2 separate regions of the Capra hircus genome follow, and region 1 is linked to region 2. Evidence: chromatin contacts called from public Hi-C data. All regions are on one chromosome and are shown on one strand. The core of a region is the stretch at or near the end of the contact, and the rest is flanking DNA. Distances in the headings are between cores, read along the strand shown.

The links. Hi-C and Micro-C count contacts between places; a contact is called where the count stands out from the background.
Region 1: a Hi-C map of blood shows a contact between it and region 2, with 2.2 times the contacts expected there. The contact joins two enhancer-like sites. A contact is called at or near these places in 2 of 5 Hi-C or Micro-C datasets (both in blood).

The regions. Positions count from the first base shown.
Region 1 is chr15:29,622,598-29,625,761 of ARS1.2, reverse strand. DNAJB13 (dnaJ homolog subfamily B member 13) reads left to right here. Exons shown (of 8, transcript XM_005689963.2): 6 at 363-476; 7 at 760-836; 8 at 1,424-1,759. The coding sequence ends at 1,577. Among named protein-coding and RNA genes, the nearest start is that of UCP2, 6.3 kb to the right of the region's middle. Within about 2 kb of position 1,626, at least 1 of the 5 cell types and tissues checked has an H3K27ac peak or open chromatin away from gene starts, as enhancers often do.
Region 2 is chr15:29,562,192-29,565,453 of ARS1.2, reverse strand. The region is part of intron 30 of C2CD3 (C2 domain-containing protein 3); the gene reads right to left. Among named protein-coding and RNA genes, the nearest start is that of UCP3, 20 kb to the left of the region's middle. Within about 2 kb of position 1,848, at least 1 of the 5 cell types and tissues checked has an H3K27ac peak or open chromatin away from gene starts, as enhancers often do.

The DNA.
Region 1 (3,164 bases), core at 377-2,876, 61 kb before region 2:
TGATTCCTCTGTTCCTCTGTCGAACTCCCACAGGAGTTCCAGCAGAGTTCTGGGGCTTAATGAAGCGTGGCAGGACAGTCTTGCAGGCAGTACTCTGACCCCAACCCAGTATGCTGCCCTCCAGCTGTGTTGATCTACTTGGGCTGCAAAGTAATGGCAAGGGGAGGGTGATGGGCAGGGAGTGGGTGTGTGCAGTCATTGGGGTAGGTTTCTTTCTAAGGCCAAAATGGAAAGGCCCTTCCAGAAAAAACTGGTCTAATCTCCTTGTTGTTCAGATGAAGATTTGGAGACAATAGAGAAAGGAACTTGGCCAAGGTCCATAGCCAATTAGTCCTTGTCACCCCTTGGCCTCCCCTGCCCAGGGTCCCAACATCATCCCAGCCGACATCATCTTCATTGTAAAAGAGAAGCTACACCCTCGCTTCCGCAGGGAGAATGACAACCTGTTTTTTGTGAACTCCATCCCCTTGGGCAAGGTGAGTGGGCACAGTGGAGGAGCAAAGGGTGGGCAGATCACCTGGGCTCCACCAACCCCTTTACCTCCCTCTATCATAACATATATCAATGTCACTCTTTTCTCCCAGACTGTGAACTCCTGAAGGTAGGTAATTGCTCAGCTCACTCACCTGTTAGTCCTTGAACATCCTTTTGTCTCCTTGAGGTCCAGCTTAGAGCCTGGCATCAGATAGTCTCATAAAGTACCTTCCAAACAAAATGGACATAGGGACCACTCCCACTTTTGGCCTTCATGTCCCCTAGGCTCTGACCTGCTGCACTGTAGAGGTGAAGACCCTAGATGACCGTCTGCTCAACATCCCCATCAATGACATAGTCCAGTGAGTCCATTTACTTGGGCCCCAATAGACGGGAGAAGGGCTTCCTGGTCCTTAGAGGCTTGCCTGGTACAGTTGTTCAGGTGGCACCCAGTTCAAGGGGGTGAGAGGGATCGAAATCCAGCCCCCATTCTGGCCAAGCTGTGGGCTGCATTCATTTGACAAATGGAGTGCCTTTTTTACTTGTATGAAGTCATCGTGGAGGCTAGAGGCCCCCATTGTTAGGAAATCCCTGTTGTCCTCATCCTCTAGAATTTCCAGAACTCTAAGCTGCATCCCCCAAGCCCCTTCCCCAGTCCTCTGTGTGGGAAGCTTGGCAACCAAGCACTCCCCACTCCAACCCAGGGTCTGCTCACTTTCCTTCCCTCCTTGTCCTGGTTTCCATCTAAATGAGATTCCTGGAATCCTCTGGAATCAGAGACTCAGTGTAAATGGATTTCCAGGGAGCAAGCTGTCTGGAACAAGCCAGTCTCCTCTCCCCTGCCACTGGTTCTAGAAGCTGGTGACTGCTGCATGCCTGAGGTGAGCAGGGGCAGATGTCTGGCTCTCGTGCCCTCTGAGTTCCCTTCTTTCATCTTCCCCTATCTCAGCCCCAAGTACTTCAAGAAGGTGCCAGGGGAGGGGATGCCACTGCCGGAGGACCCCACCAAGAAGGGGGACCTCTTCATTTACTTCGACATCCAGTTCCCCACCCGCCTCACACCCCAGAAGAAGCAGATGCTGCGCCAAGCGTTGCTGACATAACGTAATTCGTAACTCGGGTGGGCTGGAGGCTGAGCAAGGGAAGGGGAAAGTGAGCGGGGCCTGACCCCACCCCTACCCAGCCTCAGGGTGTGCAGGGGAGCCTGCCCACTGCACAGACAGGACATGAGGACTGGATGGCATGGGACTTTTGAACTGACACAATAAAGTTTTATTTCCTATCCTCCAGCTACACCCAGGAGAGTTATGTGTTAGATGGAGAAGAGCTTTATACAGCCCTTCTCGTGGAGCAGAGGCAAGGGCGGGGCCCAAGAAATTGAGGAGCTGGGACCCCATCCTATGTGAGCCTGGCCAGGTCTCTTAGGGTTCAGAGCCTCTGTGCTCCCACCTTGATAGTGAGGTGCATGAGGCATCATCTTTGAGGGTCCCCAGATCTATTTCTCATGACACAAGCTCTTTGGAAGAGCAGTCTCTAGTGTGATACAGTCACAGTGTACTCAGGAAAACTGAAGCACAGAGAGCAAAACACTTGTCCCAGGTCACACAGGGCTCAGTGGCAAAGCTACATCAGAACCTTGAAGGCCACTTCTCACAACTTCACTCTGCTTAGAGGCAGCGCAAAGGACACAGTGCCAGAAATGGCTTAGGTTTCTGCCTTGCCAGTCTCCATTGCTGGTTCTGTGCAGTGGGTCCTGAGCTAGAACTAGGCAGGTTCTTAGAACTGGGCTCTGCTTCTAATCCTGCCCCTGCCCCTTTGGACATTATTATCCATCTTGCTGGTAAAGCAGAACCCATAACCCTCCTCAGGCTGCTCACTGATGTGAAAGTGCTTGGTGAACTCATGGCATAGGTATCAGGGTTACAGCATTGCTGCCAATATGGCCTATGGGAGTGCCAGCCTCCAGGCCCACCTGGGCTTGTGCAGACCACACCTGCTTCCCCAGTCTGCCTTCTGTGCCCAGGGAGGCACCCCTCACTGAAGTCTGGGCTTGGGCTAGGAGAGATTCAAGCTTATGACAGAGAGGGTGGCCACTTACATGGAATGACTTAAGAGACACCAGAGGGAATTCCCTGGTGGTCCAGTGGTTAGGACTCTCTGCTTTCTCTGTCAAGAGTGAGGGTTCAAAAAAAAAAAAAAAAAGTGAGGGTTCAATCCCTGGTTGGAGGACTAAGATCCCATAAGCCTCGCAGTGCAGCCCCTTCCCCGCCTCAAAAAAAACGAGGTGGGCCAAAAGAGGGCCCCATAGAATAGATATTGCTTCGATTCCACCATTCAAAATATCATATTAGCTTAAGCCATTTCAAGCCATCAGGGAGAAAGCTGCAGACCTTGAGATGTAGAATCTGACCCACGGTTCACTAAATAATGTGGGCTTTGGAGTTAGGTACACCCCCAGGAGTTCTTGCCAGCTGTGTGCCTTTGAGCAAATCACTTCACCTCTTTGAAGCTGTTTATGATCCCTATCTTGCAGGCCAAGGATTCCACACCTTACTTCTGAGCTGAAGTCTTATAGTCCCCAAGGACAGGGTTAGGTTATGAGTAGAAACCAGAGGAGTGGAGCAGACTCTGCCGTGAGGCAGGACCTAGGTGGAGAGGTGGTACTAGGTGCCCTGGTTTGACAGCGAGTG
Region 2 (3,262 bases), core at 599-3,098:
GTGGTTCCCTCTGCTGAGAAGGCCCCGTGAACTCCGTTAGGAGTATAGATACAGATATAGTATAGACATACATCAGTTTACACTTTATAGGTCAGTTCAAATCTCACCTTCTCCAGGAAGCCTTCTCTAAATTATAGCCCACAATGATCCCTCCTTCCTAGTCCAGAGCAGAGTCTGAAACAAAAGCTAATGCTTATTTAATCTCATATGATTCTCCACTTGTTTCCCTCAATATTTACTAAGCTTCTCAAAGGCAGAGGCACTGTACTTCCTTCAGTCACCTCACTAACTCCCTGGAGCCTGCATGAGGCTGACAGGTAGCAAGCACTGGGTCATTCTTGCTGAGGGCCTGCTGGTCAGAACCTGACAGACAGGGTCGGGGTGGGAAGGCAGTTCCAGGGCAGTGCCTGAGGCTGGAAGGTGGTGCCGGGCACTGAAGGAGGGCCTGTTCTACGGAGTGTTCTGTGCTCACATCCAGAAATGGCTCTGATTGGGCACAGCTGACCCACCATCACGACATGAGCTCTAGAAGGCAGGTACTGTACTTGCACTTCTCTGTATGCTCTGGGGATACCCAGTACTATTGGTTCAAAGTGCTGATTGAGTTTGGGAGGGGACTATTTTTTTGGCCCCTCCTCGAGGCTTGCAGGATCTCAGCTCCCCGACTAGGGACTGAACCTGCACCATGGAATGAAAGTACTGAGGCCTAGCCACTGGACTGCCAGGGAATTCCGGGGAGGGGACTATTTTGATGGTCTACATTTTTGTTTCTGTTAAGTAAGCTAAGTATGGTTCTGATGCAAGCTGGTCTAATGCTGTTCTAATGCTAGACTTTCAACCTGGGGAGGGCAAATATGAGCTCTTTTTCATACTACATTCCTGTCACCTAGTATAGTACCTGGGACACAATAAATGTTTAATAAATATCTACAGAATGAGTGGGAGTGGAGTTGGAGACCATGAAGAAAAGAACCCTTTAAACTCAGACATCCTCAGAGGCCTCAGTGAGGTAGGGCCTAGCTGTTGTTGCTGCTCTCACTGTTGGGGACTCTGCCTGAGAGTTGGTTGATACTGTGGGGAGAACAGCTCTGTCATGAGGTGTTCAGGGTGTGTCTGAAACACCAAGCTCCCCGTGTCAGCCCGGCAACCACCTGCCTTTCTAAGGGTCCTGCTGCTGCTGCTGCTGAGTCGCTTCAGTCGTATCCGACTCTGTGTGACCCCATGGACTGCAGCCCACCAGGCTCCCCCGTCCATGGGATTCTCCAGGCAAGAGTACTGGAGTGGGTTGCCATTTCCTTCTTCAGTGCATGAAAGTGAAAAGTGAAAGTGAAGTCACTCAGTCGTGTCCGACTCTTAGCAACCCCATGGACTGCAGCCCACCAGGCTCCTCTGTCCATGGGATTCTCCAGGCAAGAGTACTGGAGTGGGGTGCCATTGCCTTCTCCTCTAAGGGTCCTACTCTAGCAGTAATCTGTCTCACATTAGCTGGTAACTTCAGGCAAGTTCACATTTTGGGCTTGTTCCTTCACCTATTAGATGGATATAATAATTATACCTTTGAAGGATTAAATGATGTTATACATGCAGAGTGCTTAGAATGGCGCCCGATACAGAGCATGTACTCAATGTCAGCTGTGCCTGTCTCCTCAGTTGAGAGGGAAAAGTTACCACTGGTTCCCTCCCCCACTGAAACCTGCTTTCCATTCCCACCTCTGCACTGTCCTCCTAACACAAAAGCCAGAGAATACACGTCAGCCCACTTTCTGCTGGATCCGCCTTACGCATCCGGGTGCTGACCACCACTCCCTGAAACTGCTGCCCTCATCTCTTGACCAGCCCTCCTCTGCGTTGGTCTCTGCTCCCCCTGCCCTCACGTGCTGGTGATCCTCCAGGCTCTGTCTCATGTGGCTCTCCCTGCCAACCTCGTCTGTTTCTAGAGACACTGACCTTTATAGCAGAGTTCCAAGCTGGCATGTCCTCTTCTCATAGGCAAAATGCAAATATGCAAAATGGAAATCTGCCTCTTCCCTCCAGATTAACTGTGCGCTGTTCCCTACCTGGTAAATGACCTACTTGTGACGGAAATCTCTAAGTCATATCTTTCTGTTTTTGTCTTTCTCATCCCCTGCCCCTATTTAATCCTATCAAATCCCTCCCCTTCTTCCTCATCATAAAGCAGTTTATGCATTAGGTCAGACTTTCTTTATTTGTTACTATTACTCCCAAGTTTCCTACCTGTTCTCTCCTGACCTTCTGCACCCTCTACAAGCCACCGGGAGAATTCTCTAATGTGTAAATCTGACCAACCATGCACTTGCTTACCACTAACATTTGCTGAACACTGTTTGCCTATCAGCACTATACTAAGTAGTTTACATTGTTAATTTTCACAAAGCCCCCATAAGGAAAGTACTGTTTTAATCTGCTACTGTCATTACCTGTCTCCTACCTCATATGGGAATTTCTTGAGGGAGGGTTTGAGTCAAACCTCTGTCCTTATTATATAGTTCAGTTCAGTTCAGTTGCTCAGTCATGTCTGACTCTTTGCAACCCCATGGACTACAGCACACCAGGCTTTCCTGTCCATCACCAACTCCCAGAGCTTCCCCCTTCTCCTCCTGTCTTCAATCTTTCCCAATATCAGGGTCTTTTCCAATGAGTCAGTTCTTCGCATCAGGTGGCCAAAGTATTGGAGTTCCAGCTTCAGCATCAATCCTTCCAATGAATATTTGGGACTGATTCCTTTAGGACTGACTGGTTGGATCTCCTTGCAGTCCAAGGGACTCTCAAGAGTCTTCTCCAACACCACAGTTTAAAAGCATCAATTCTTTGGCGCTCAGCCTTCTTTATAGTCCAACTCTCACATCCATACATAACTCCTGGAAAAACCATAGCTTTGACTAGATGGACCTTTGTTGGCCAAGCTTTTCAATATGCTGTCTAGGTTGGTCATAGCTTTTCTTCCAAGAAGCAAGCATCTTTTAATTTCATGGCTGCAGTCACCATCTGCAGTGATTCTGGAGTCCCCCCAAATAAGTCTCTCACTGTTTCCATTGTTTCCCCATCTATTTGCCATGAAGTGATAGGACCAGATGCCATGATCTTCGTTTTCTGAATGTTGAGCTTTAAGCCTACTTTTTCCACTCTCTTCTATCACTTGCATCAAGAGTCTCTTCAGTTCTTCGCTTTCTGCCATAAGGGTGGTTTATCTGCATATCTGAGGTTATTGATATTTCTCCCGGCAATCTTGATTCCAACTTTT